Linked DNA regions of Anser cygnoides: region 1 is linked to region 2. The links are chromatin contacts, called in public Hi-C maps. All regions are on one chromosome and are shown on one strand. The core of a region is the stretch at or near the end of the contact, and the rest is flanking DNA. Distances in the headings are between cores, read along the strand shown.

Evidence for each region. A called contact is a pair of places that touch in the nucleus more often than the background predicts.
Region 1: a Hi-C map of liver shows a contact between it and region 2, with 3 times the contacts expected there. The contact joins the promoter of TCF7L2 here to the promoter of HABP2 in region 2. A contact is called at or near these places in 2 of 7 Hi-C or Micro-C datasets (both in liver).

Annotation. Positions count from the first base shown.
Region 1 is chr7:9,701,148-9,707,946 of Taihu_goose_T2T_genome, reverse strand. It overlaps TCF7L2 (transcription factor 7 like 2), which reads left to right and starts at 3,540. Exons shown (of 13, transcript XM_067000947.1): 1 at 3,540-4,467; 2 at 4,779-4,845; 3 at 5,036-5,160. The coding sequence starts at 4,279. LOC136791249 (a long non-coding RNA gene) reads left to right here. Exons shown (of 3, transcript XR_010832857.1): 1 at 1-644; 2 at 750-835; 3 at 955-2,616.
Region 2 is chr7:9,301,791-9,308,218 of Taihu_goose_T2T_genome, reverse strand. HABP2 (hyaluronan binding protein 2) reads left to right here and starts at 2,983. Exons shown (of 13, transcript XM_048060508.2): 1 at 2,983-3,119. The coding sequence starts at 3,051.

The DNA of each region.
Region 1 (6,799 bases), core at 2,291-4,790, 400 kb before region 2:
AAATGACCACAGAAAGGAGCCATGGTTTCTGTGTTTTCATGCCATCATCTTGCCTGCCTAGAAAAAATTCCCCTCACTGCTAACTCTGGAAGAGCCAGCACTGGTAAAGCACTGGGCAGATGTGTTTGCTTTGCGCTGTTGGAACCTTTTCAATATTGAAATCTTTTTTGACATTCAGAGCAGATTTAATGATCCAAGATTATTTGTAAACATACGGACTCCTTTGAGCTGTAGACTCAAATCCCAGCCTGGTCAACCAAAGTCCTTTTATCTTTCCAAAATAAATAACTTGAATTTTACACATTGCAACCTACATTGAGACCTTTTGGAGAAGACCACGAAAATGGATGATTCACCCCTGAGATGTAAACATTAGCCAGGAGATCCAGCTGGCAGGCAGCAGACCTTGTTTCTCCAATATAGACTTGGGCCTCTGGTGAGATATTAAAGATTCCAAAGCATTTTTCATAAAACAATACATTTCCTTGGCTGCCCCTGGTCAACCTCTTCCCTCTCCGGTTCAGTGCAATGTGAACTGGCAAGCAAACTTCACGTGCTTCTTCGCTCTTGCTGTTCACGAGACTCTGCAGTGTTCTCAGGACCAAAATGTCGTGCCCAAGTGTAGGATGGTGACAACACTGTCAGTAAGTAACCAAAACCCATTGCTCAGCATGCGGTATATTGTACCAAGCTGGGAGAATTACAAAAGCCTGGAGAGAGGCACTTCTACTTCTTCTTCTGTGCTATAGGTCAGCTTGGACAAGAAAGCCAAAGTGTCTTGAAGATGGAGCTTAGAGCACCTGGCTTTGTCTCACCAGCTATTGATCAAAATCGGGTATCTACACAGTAGATCACGTTTCTTGCAGTGAATTAGCTTGACATCTTTTTTTCTGAATATTGTGTTTCTTTCATTGTTAAAGGCTATAGTTTTATTTATTTATTTTTGAATCTAAGGTACTACCTGAGAACCCTTCACTCAACGGGTGCTGTTGACCTCTTGAGAGCTCTCACTTTCCCCCTGCATGAAACAGAAACTGTTACATAAATAAAAACGGTACAAATAAGATGCATAAGCTATCAGAAATGACTTGTATTACCTTAAATCATGTTGTTTTAGTAATCATTGATAATACTTGGACTTTGAAACCAAGCTGTAGTTTGAAAACAATAACCTAAATGTTTGCAATATGGAGAACATGATGTTGCCACGAAAGCTGCAAAGCAGTTTCCTAGACCTTCCTGGGGCTCCTCGGAGTCCATTGCTGTGACAAAATCCCCAGCTGTGTGAGCACAGGGGGTAATGCCACAGCTGGGCACAGCTCTGGGCCTGCCAGTCGGAGGCCACCAGAGCCAACTTCTATCAACATTTACTCAAGTGAGGAGGATTATTGTGTGAGTAGTGCAGTGGTATCAACACCCTCAGAAATAGCCTGTCGGTAATGCTACATCCAGGTGTAAGGCTCTGCAGAATCAGGCCCTACTTCTGCAAGCAGCTTTGGGCAAGGACTGGGCCTGTCTTGAACACCAACTTTTGATGATGCTCAGTAAGTAGTTAGCAGCCACGCTGGGACTGAAGCAAAAGTGTGCTTGTTTAAAAAAAAAAAAATGGAAAAAGAAAACCACAGCAGATTGTAAAAAGATCTTTGAGAAACAAAACAAAACTGTGCAACTGTTTTTGTTCATTTGGATCAAATTATAACACGTGGCCCTGCAAAGTAAATAGGAGTCTGCCACATTTGTATTTCCAATCTCATATTGTTCTGGGATATAAAGGCATTTTAAAAATGAAAAGGAAAACAAAAATGGAGAATATTTGTTAAGGTGTCATTCTGCAAGCCACTAGTTAGGAGAGGCAGTGATCTGGGGCAATGGGAAGTGCGCATGCCCACAGACAGTTATTTAGCAAAATCTCTGAAAGTAAAAAGCAAGTTAGTCAAAGGACTGGTGGAAAAAGAAACTGTTCGATCCATTTGTATGCTGACTTAACAGTAAAGTATTTCATTCTTCATGTTTTTACTTGGTGTCTTGAAATAATCCCTTTTCTGTCTCCATATTCCCACTTAGACATTGTTCACAGACTTATTTATTTATGAAGTCTGAAGGTTAGTCCCTACCTGCTGAGACTAATTAGCCCCGTTCTTTGTGTCCTATGCAATCCTGTCTGATTAAATGTACACATTTGTTTTACTTCTTTTCATGCTTCCTTTCACTCTACTTCTGCTTTACTGATTAATATTAGAGTCGTAAGTTGCAGTGATTTTTTAATTTCTATTTTGTCTGCATCTTTCCCTTTAGTATGCAAATTTCCATGTGAACTTTTTAATGCCTGAGAATCCGCGTTACCCTGTCGATCTCCGTACTATTATTTTTATTATTCTTTTTAGAGAAGACAGTTTAGCCGAAACCCCCCAAACTCTCTAAATATTCCATGACAAATTGGCTTTGTTTTGGAAACCCTGCGTGCTCAGCGGCCCTCGGTACGAGCAGCAGGTTAGATTTGCCGAGGAATGTTTGGATTCTTTAGCACAGCCCGTCCCTCGCTCTCCGGCACCGGCTCCACGAGGCGATTCCCCAATTCCCACCGAAATTACGGTCCTGCTCCCCCCGCTCCGTCCCTCGCCCGCCTCCAACTCGCCAATTGACTCGCCCATTGTTACAATTTGTCCCTGCCAGGAGCTCAATTTGTCTCCCCCTTCCCCTCCGCGCCGGAGCAGATGCCGCCCCCCGCACCCCCGGCCCCGCTCCCCGCCCCGCGCCGCTTTCGCTTCGCTTCGCTTCGCTTTCCCCGGGGTGCTGTTTACGCCACCACCACCACAACTTTCCGCTTCTGAAGTCCGCGAGTCCTTGATTCTCCGGCCTGCCATGCTAATTAACTTCTTAGCAGTCACATTCCTTTTCCTCCTCCTTTTTTTTTTTTCTTTTTTTCCACCAAAAAAAAAAAAAAGAACGGCGCGCCTCGCTGCAATTTGGAAATATCTGATCTTCAGCGAGTGATCTCGCACGTTTTAATCCTGCGTGTTAGAACCGCGATGAACGCAAGGAGCAAGTGCTGCTTTAAAAAAATATATATATATAATAAAAAAGCAGGCTTTTACTATAGTATCATGTTTATTAGGATTGGAGTTTCTTAGCTCCAACGAGTGGCAAGAAAAAATAACCTTAACGGTTCTAAACCCCCCCCCCCACCGCCCTACACCCACACGTGCCCACAGCCGTGCTCCGGGAGCACGGGGACCCGCGGCGATGCTCCGCTTCCTCGCGTCCAGCTCGGAAAAGTTGGTGCCTCCACGGGCAGGGGCACCCGCTCGGCTGCTCCCCCCCCCCCCCCCAGCTCTGGAGCGGAGTGCAAATTTTTTTTTAATATCAAAAAAAAAATTTTTTTTTGCCCCCCCCCCCCCCCCCCCCTTGCTTGGTGCCCCGGCCCTCCCGCCGCCTGCCCCAAAGGCTCATTGTTACTTCGCCACTTCCCCCCTTCCTCCTCCTCCTCCTCCTCCTCCCCCCCAGCCCTGTTTATTTATGCAGACGTCACCGGGGAGCCCCCGCCCCCTCCTGCATCTCATTAAGTGCCTGGTGTGTTTCTCGCTCCCTGTCAATAATCCCGGATCCCAGACTTCTCCGTTCCTCCGGATTTCGATCCCCCCTTTTTCTAGCTGTCAATCAGCGCCGCCTTTGAACTGAAAAGCTCTCAGTCCAACTTCAACTCACTCAAACCCGAGCGGCACGGGCTCCCCGTATCCGCGGCGGCTGCCCCCCCGTTACAGCTGACTTCTTTGGTTTGTTTGTTGCATTATTATTATCGTTATTATTATTATTATTTTTTTTTTATCCCTCCCTTCCCCCCCCCCCCCCGACCCCCCTCCCCCCGGCTCCGTGGTTTATTACTGTTAATTTTTCGCGAGTGCGTGTGCGCGCCGTGCACGCCGAGCAGCTCCCTGGAAGAAAGAAAGAGAAAATCCACAAGAAGGAAAGGAAGAAGCCTAAAGTCACTGGTGCAAAAGGAGCGAAGAAGAGACGTTTCCCTCCCCTCCTCCTCCCTCTTTTCCCCTCCCCAGGAGGAAAGAGAAGGGGAGAAGAAGAAAAAAAAAAAAAACTTTCACCTTGGACTCTTCTTTTTTTTGGTGCAAACTTTCCTCCCCCTCCCCTGGTCTTTTTTTTTTTTTTTTTCCCCTCCTTCCCCCCCTCCCCGTTCCCCCCTCTTTTTTTTTTTTTTTTTCTTTTTGTATCACCCCCCTTCCCCTTTTTGCAAAATTGCTGCTGGTGGGGTGAGCCAGGAGGAAAATGCCGCAGCTGAACGGCGGTGGAGGGGACGACCTGGGCGCCAACGATGAACTGATCTCTTTCAAAGACGAAGGGGAGCAGGAGGAGAAGATCTCGGAGAACTCCTCGGCCGAGAGGGATTTAGCTGATGTCAAGTCGTCTCTCGTCAATGAATCAGAAACGAATCAAAACAGCTCCTCGGACTCGGAGGTACGGGGGAAGCCCCCCGCGGGGCCGGGCGGGGGCCGCGCTGCGGGGCCGGGGGCGCCGGGTCCCGCTGCCGGCGGCGCCCAACTTTCCTCCGCGGCACCAACTTGTAACGATGCCTTCTGTTTTGTTCTCTCTTCCCCCGCTCTCCTTCCCCTTCCCACCTTCTCCCCGAACCTTTCCCTTTCATCCTTCCCCCCCCCTTGAAAAAAAAAAATAATGCACACCCCAAACTAAAAAAAAAAACCAACAAACCCCATACCCCCCCCCCCCCGTCCCCAATCTCCCCGCTGCCGACCCCGGCCCGCTCCCAGGCGGAGCGGCGGCCCCCGCCTCGCTCGGAAACTTTCAGAGATAAATCCCGAGAAAGTTTGGAGGAAGGTGAGTACGGCGGGCCCGCAGCGCCCCGCTCCCCCCGGCCCGGCCCGGCCCGGCCCGGCGCCGGGCTCCTCTTTTTGGGACACCCGCTAAAAAAAGTTTTTCCTCTTCCCCCCCCCCCCTTCCCCTTTATTTTTTCCCCCCCCCTTGTCGCCCCCTTCCTTCCCCGCTCGTGTCTCCCCCGCCATGTTAGCTGCGAAGAGGCAAGATGGAGGGTTGTTTAAGGGCCCACCATACCCGGGTTATCCCTTTATCATGATCCCCGACCTCAGCAGCCCGTATCTGCCCAACGGCTCGCTCTCTCCGACGGCCAGAACGGTGAGTTGCCTTTTTCCTTCTCGGTGCTACCCCCCCCCGCACCCCCCCCCCGCTTCGGTGCCCCCCAGCCCCCCCAGCCCGCTCCGCAAACTTTGCGAACTCGGCGGGAGGGGGTTGTTTACACTTCGCCATGTTTCTTTTTTATTTTATTTATTATTCCTTTTTTTTTTTTTTTACTTTCAGTTTTGCGGGCGCTTTTTGCTGGAGCCCCTCGTCACCTCCCCCTGCTGTGCGAGGTCGGGGGGGGGGGGGGGAACAATAATAATAAAATAAAAAAAAAAAAGCAACAAAAAGCAAAGCCCAATCCGGCCTCAAAAGTAAACTACAAATTTTTAAAAAAAAGTTGCTTTTTTTTTTTTTGATGATGATGCTGACTTCCCCCCCCCCCGCCGCCCCCTCCCCTCCTCAGGGGGGGACCCCCGAGGGCCGCTCCCCGCGGGCTCCCCGCCGCCTCCTGCCCTCCTCCGCGGCGGCCGGGCCGGCTCCGGCTCCCCCCTCCCCTTTCCTCCCCCTTAACCCTCTCCTGCCCTCGGCCGGCCTGTGCGGGGAGCGCCCGGCTCCCTTCCCCTTCCCCTTCCCCGCCCGGCCCGGCCCGGGGGGGCTCCGGGGGCCGGGAGCCCGGCGGCGGCCGCGGGGAGCGGCCCGGGGCGGCTCCGGGGAGGGGGGCGCGGGGCTGCGGCCCGGGGGGGAACCGCCTGGGCCAGGAGCCGGCACGGCCCCCCCCCCAAAAAAAAACCCCCCCAAAAGAGTCGAGCAGAACTGCCTCCCGCGAGCACGCTGGCAAGAACTGTGCTGCAAGCGTCTTTTCCTCCTTGTTTCCTTTCTTTTTATCCGTGTTGTTTCCTTGGTTTTAATTAGTTTCTAAGCTAGGGCCGCGTGCCTGTGTGTGGGGGGAGCGGAGGGAGAGCCGCTTCCAGCTCCGAGACCCCAGGGTCTTGGTAAACTTTGGGGTGTGCTGCTGGGTTTGTAGTCCCAGCTGTTTTTCCGCTCTCCCCAGCCTGGTGCCATCAGCTGTGTGCTGTGCTCTGACAGCAGGTTCCTCGCGTGGAGCCTCCTCTCTCTGAAGAGTTTTCTTTCCCTTATTTTGCCCTCTCTGGTTTCTTAGCTGAAACTGTTAAATCCAGTGGGACTACAAATCGCTGCTCGCTCCTGTCGGTGGGCTTAGCCTCGCTGTTTTGCTTCTCCTGGGTGCTTCAAACTCCGAAGCGTCCCCACCATCCCCATGTGTGTTTATACACTTTTTTTTTTTTTTTTTTTGCCTTGTGGTAACACGAGATAGCGATTTACAATAATAGATCTACTGTTCGGGGGATGTTGAAGCCACGCTAATGACTGAGGGCTTGGACAACTCCAGTGTATCAGATCTACAAGTGTTTTAAAGCATTAAAATATTAAACATCGGGTCAGCCTTGTTTCCACTTAGCCAAACGTCAGCAGAGCAGCTCGGTGAATGCGGAGTGACGGAGATGTAAGGGGGATTTTGTGACTTTTTGCCCGAGTTCGGGATGTGGCAGTGCTGCGTTTTGGTAGCCCGCGAGGCTCCTCTGGCAAGGAGGTGATTTCTGGGACGGTAGCACGGGGGTAACTGCAGTTTGCAACTGTAATGATGGGGAGGGGAATGCAGGGGCTGGGTGCATTA
Region 2 (6,428 bases), core at 1,734-4,233:
ATACCCAATACCATAATAATCCGCACACACATGCATATCCAGCACAGCATGTTGTTCATTTGTTCTCTTCTGCTTTATGTTGGAAGATGAAGAGCTATCAGCCAGGAAGGGTTGGAAATGCTTTCCAAAATCAGAATTTGCTGGCTGTGCATGGTGGCAAAAAAAACGTCCAAGTAAATATCTTTACACTGGAAATTCTTATTTTAGTGAGGAAAAAAAGAAAAAATAGGGGGAAAAAAAAAAGATTGACAAAGTGATGTTTCTGGTATTTATTTTGGCAACAGAATTACCCAACCATTATAGAGTATAATACTCAGTAGTAATTCCAAATAAATCATTGAGAGTACAGTCCTTTAAGTTACTCTTTTCTTACTTTTACAGTAGGCACCACAGCCAAGAAAAGGCACCTCTTGTGCCTGGAGCTGTTCATTAACATAGGAAAAAAATAGTAAACCAGAAGAGTGTTGTCTAAACAGGCAACACATAGGGAAAGAGGAGGTGTTGCCACCCACACTCTTCAGGTGGGAAGCAAAGGAATACTGAGAGTAAATGATTTGTTTGAGGCAGTATAGATGACTGCAGAAGCCCCTCCAGTCCACCACAGTTCTCTTCCAGCATTTTAAGCGGTTGTTTTCACCTATTCATTCTCGATTTTAAAGGATTGGTTAGTTCCTCTCTACATTTTTTCTCCATATTTTTAGTTGAAGCCACCTAAACTGTCACAGAGAAGCACTTCATGTCTGGTGAGCAAGCCAGAAAATGGGTTTGGAGTTGTGGGAAAGGGTCTACTCCAAGAAATAGAACAACTGGGCCCAAACCCTTCACTGCCTTTGAAACTTTCTACTATGCACAGCAACATACTTTATGCACCTGCTGTGCCCTGAAAGGGTTGGCCATATATCCTTGTGGACAAGGAAAGCAAGGAGGTATAAGCAGGTTAACAACTTTAAGAATCAAAATGTCTCCAAAGCTGCTTTTAAGTTTCTTAAAGCTTCCTAGTGAAAAGACATTTGCACATATAGGAAAAATAAAGGAGTTTCACTCATTTAAACTTTAACCCATCTTCTGAAATTGATAGATGTTGTGAGCAGGTTTGTCCTCCCATGGGGTCTGGCATGAGGACCCCTTTTCCAACAGTGACAGAATGAAAAGGATGGGTGGGATTTCTGCAGTGGGCAAAAATATCCCAGGAACAAAGAGCCAGTGGCATCTCTGTCACTTGTGTCTTACTCTTAAGGTTTATGTGGCACAAAAGGGTATAAGCAGGCATTGTGCTAACACTCTGCACATAGACAGATTTCACTCAGCAGCTTGAGAAGGTCAATTAAGTGTTAAAAAGCACCCAGGATAACAGGTTTAGATTACTAGGTGCCATGCAATGTTTTTTACATATCATGAGCTGTGCACTAGGGCATATCTAAATAAAATGCATAGGAAATAGCATCACGCAAATATGATCTACATTTTTTCTTGATCAAAGAGGCTGAGGGAAAAAAATAATTAAAAAGTAAAAGCCTTATGCAATGAGATTTAAAAGAAAACTTTGGAGGCTGACAAGACGCATCTGGCACAACTTCAAAGTCCATCAAAGTACATATAATCAATGTTTGTCAATAGCAGTTTTGCATCCTTTAATTTATCTTTCATGGATATAAAGCATGATGTTATTAGGATCCAGTCCATACCTTAATTCTGTTTGAGATTTGATGAATCAGGGCTCTATTAAAATTCAGTGCAAATCAGCTTACTCAAGGACACATTACATAAAGTTGTGCATTATCTAACTCCTTTCATCTTGCTGTCTTTCCAACTAGTTAAAGAATCTGGAATCTCTCAAACCTGAATGTGTGGCCACCAACATACTAAATCTCAAACACGTTTTGCTTGTAGGCACCTGCTTAAATTATGCACGTGTGGCATAATTATCATACTTAAATTCTTTGTTTATTTCCTGATGTATGAAAGCTACCTCATGATGCTCAGGCCCCAAAGTGAGCAATCATCAGAAGGAGGGTTCCCTGGCATCCAACTTTTAGCACTTGCCACAGAGTCTGTAATCGAGTGCTCACATCTTACCTTTTTTCACCAGGAAAAATATCGTTCAGGGTGGGAAAGCTTGAGGTCCTCATGATTTCACTGTTTTCTTCCTCATATTCAACATGTGGATGCCCTCTCCCTGTTATATTTACTGTACACTACTCAAGTCCTTCCAACAGGCAATCATATTCTTTTCCTCCTGGTGGTGTGGAATGTGCTCAGCTTTATAAACACGGAGAAAACATATTACCAGGGACTTCCCTGTGAAAGTGGGCTGTGATCTCAAAGCACTATATTTCTGCTGGATTTCATCCTCTTGGCCTTTAAATTATTTGGGAGAAGAGTATATCTTTTCACTTCTCTCTTAACATGTTGCACAAACAAGATCTGATCAGTAAAAAAAACTGATGGCATTTCTGTAATAGGGGGTTGTTTGTTCTTGTATTGTGATTCCCTCAGTTGCCACCATTGTAAATGCTTCAGCTTCTAGACACTGGGGGTTAATTGAGAATTTCAGTTTTTATCAAAAAATGGATCTCAAGTTCTCAAATCTGTGGAAAAATTCTTGAGAACATGAGCCTTGATGTTTGAAACTTAGAAAATAATAAAAAGCATGTTTTCTTGTTTCTAAAAATCTTATAATTTTTAACTGGATCTCACTATATTTTCAGGTGGAGGGGACAGAAACAACTCTGACTCCTACCTATTTAAAATGACAATAACAGAAGAAAAATATTTCTAATACAAGAAAAATTCTTTGTTTTGCCATTAGTTTATACTGTTTCCAGGTTGGATAGTTACTGGTTTGGAACATTTACCAGTAGCCAATGCGGTGATTATCTGGACAGGATGCACTTATTTGATCAGGGCAATCTGTTGAACATTAAACAATATTTGAAGCACAGTTAATTATTTGTGCTGAATTAGCTCACCCTCAAATGATTGTGCCTCGTCTGAAAAAACATAGGCAACAAGAAAAAAGCTAATTTCACAACAAATAGAGCAGTGCAAGGATGGCTAACGGCGCTTTGTCCCTTCAGGTTCTTCCACTGATCCTTTTCCTAGGGAACACACATTTGTGCGTGAGTATGGTTTTATTTCGCTTTACTTGTTGCATACCAGTCCTGTACCTTGCTGAATCCTTCCTGGGCAGCTGGAGAGGGTAAGGAGCAGGGACTGCCCACCTACCTTGTCCCCAGGCAGGGCATGGGGATGGTCCTGGGCTGAACGTGGGCGCTCACAGTGCGGTGCCCCATGCGCTAATGCAGCCACCACAGCTGCCGTGAGGACAGGCTCACAGGTTGAACAGCTCAGGCTCGGGCTGGGAGGTTTTGCAACATCTTTGTTTGAAGGTAAAATTTATCCCAGCCATACATTTCAGATGGCTGAGTGGTCATTGCTCTTAACTCTAGAGGTGTGTTAGCAGCAAAATGTCCAGCAAAGCAAGGCAGAGCCCTGCGTGGGTAGGGCTGGCAGTACTGCCCCAAGTCTCTTCAGCTCATCTTCAGGGAAGAATGAAAGAATGGCTTGTACCAAAGCAAAGTTGCAACTCAGTTTTAAAAATATTTCTTTTGTTTCTCCAAGCACCGCAATCAAGTAGATTTTCTCGTGAAAGACTTCCAGGTACCCTCAAACTCCCGCTTTATAATGCCAATTCCTATGTACGGTGATTTCGTATTTACTGAAATTAATTTCAAAATTTTAGATGTTGACATGTTCAAATTGAGTCCTTTGGGAAAAATATGTAGTGAGGGGCTTTAATAGGTGATGAATCCTTTTGAAGAGCTTGGGGAGTTTATAAGCAGTTATTTTTGCGACACGCTAGGGTTTTTATTAATTAGCGTATAATCGGGACTATCCATCCACTGGCAGCAGTGGATGTGGCATACTTGATCCACCAACACATGACAGCTTATGGGAGGATCAGTTCTAGAGCAGCTCAGTGTCAGTCCTCAGATGTCGTGGGAACCCAGTCTGATATAAATCAGCCCACGATAAATTGGGTTGTTAATTCACACTCAGCGAGGCAGGTGTAGGTGCAGTCTTCGACAATGTGAAGTCTTGCACGGATTTTCCTGAGTAGCTCTAAGTATTAGATTAATTCGTTTGCTTTGACAAGCCTTTTCTGATTCTGGTCTACATATTGCTGTGGAAAATGCAGTGCATGTCTCCCCCAGTCCTGAAAATTCATTAACATTGCTAAAATGCAAAAGCAATTCTGCTGTCACTGAAAAGCAGCACGACAGAATATTCAGCAGGCTAGTTTTTAATAAAACATGTTTTTTCTTCATAATTAATATAACAAGGTTTCTGGCTTAGCACTTGGCATGAATCCCAGAAAAAAAAAAAAAGAAAAAAAAAAAAGAGGGGAATGAGTCTCTGTGACGTGACCATTGCATGACAAACATGTTTTGAGAGGACATTTTGCCTTAATGATTTGTTCCAAAGAAGAATTTACACTGAAATATTTTGAATGAGAAAGTAACAGAGTTTGCACATTGATTGTGGACCTCCCCCCTCCATTCCTGTTTCCATCACTCTTTCCCATACTATCTCTTTTCACCATTCTCAGTTTTATTTAAATATGGTTTTAGGAGTTTTTATAAGTAACACCCCTCTTGTAACACTCCTCTTACTAAGTGTTATTGGTGTAATATAGCAGAAGTCGAATACAGATTTAGACAGTAGCTCATATTAAGTCAGTCAAAATAGGACAGAAAAGAGCTGGGATATTTATGGATCCAGAGGGTTTGGAGGAGGGCTGTAAGGCGACGATGTCCATTTGGTCTTTCATATTCTGAGGAGAAAGTGGTTTCACTGGAATGAATCCAAATTATTTCCATGATGCATGAAAATGCACCATGAATGCAAGTAAAAGCAAAACTTGCTCCTTTACTTTAACATTTAAGATGCAACTGTACAAAAGATTGTCTTCAGATGTGACAGGTCTTCCCAGTTTTTGTTGGGAAGGGCAGGACTTGGAGCAACAGAAGTGGTCATTCACTGAATATTTTGGAACTTTGGAAAATCGATGCCTGCTTCGTAGTGATGGAGGTGTTTTGAAGTCACCAGCCATGTCCAGGCCAATAACTGAGTGCACATAGGAACAGAATGGGAAGGATTAAAGTTAAGATTAAGATTAATTCTAATATATTAATAACTGCAAAGAAAACTTATCAATGCCTATCTCCTAGCTCGCCCACAGCACATGCGAGGCTGTTATCAGCAGCACAGGTCTTTCCATGTCTGCAGTGCTTGGAAAACCATATTTTAGGGTGAAAAGACCCCAGGTGTCTCTCTGACATCTTATGGCGGTGTTTCTACCCATTCATGGATCCGTCCCTGTAGCAAACTCTCATTTCTGCTCCCCTCACCCTCTCCCCATCACTGCACCTCTCCTCTGAGGTCCTTATGCTCCCCTGCGCCACGACCAAACCACTGCAGAGAGGAGCGAGTGCTGACAAACACCTCTCCATTTGCACCCCACTAGGTGCAATGCCCTTCTGCAGCGCTCGCCTAAATTTTCCTGATGCAGCAAAAAGCGAGGAAGCCCTGGGAGCGCCCCCAGCTAATTGTGCACCGCGCGCTCCGGGAGGGACGCGCGCCTCTCTGGCCCCCCAAGGCAATCAGCTTATGCCCTGAAGCGTGCAGGTTGATATCCCCTGGAACTAAAGGGACTTAATGACTTTGCATAAGCTTTAAGTCTAGCAGCATAACCTGCGAGCCTGGCACCGGCTGCCGAAGCGTTTGATAACACGGCGCATGCGTCAGTGCGACATTTCTGGCTCGTGCAGCCCCCTTGGAGCAGATTTTGGAGCTTCCCCTTGCTCTGGCATCCGAGGCTGGCTCTGTTTTCCACCGGGGAGCCCACGCACACCTCGTCCACGAATGAGCAACTTTAAAACCAGCCAGCTGCTAGCAAGCCATCTCCCACAGTGCAAAGATTAACTTGAAAACTTTGATCTCTTGGAAAGCAGGAGCAGGTCGCGCCTGTGTGGGGAACCTGGCTGGTTTCTGCAGCACCTGCGAGGGCCGTGCGGCTGTTCTTGTGCTGGGTCCAGTGGTTACTGTGTCAGGTGCTACCTCAGGAAAGGTTCGCAACCAAATAATCAGGGAAATAAAGACATTGCATGTGAACTTCCCTGGGTGTCCCGGGACTGGTCAATAAGGAGCGTGCCACCTACTCTGAGGCAAACGCTGCAGTTCAGCGGGAGGCAGGAGATGGCTTGCTAGCAGAGAGGTGAAGAACTCAGAGGTTTTGGTGGAATCCTTTAAGGGAACGGTTTCCCAGGCTAAAAATACAACATGTGCTGCATGTGTGCTCCAGATGATAATGTGCCCTGCTTTCATTATGCTTCAGCCATCGCCTTGGCTGAGAAATATAATGTCAT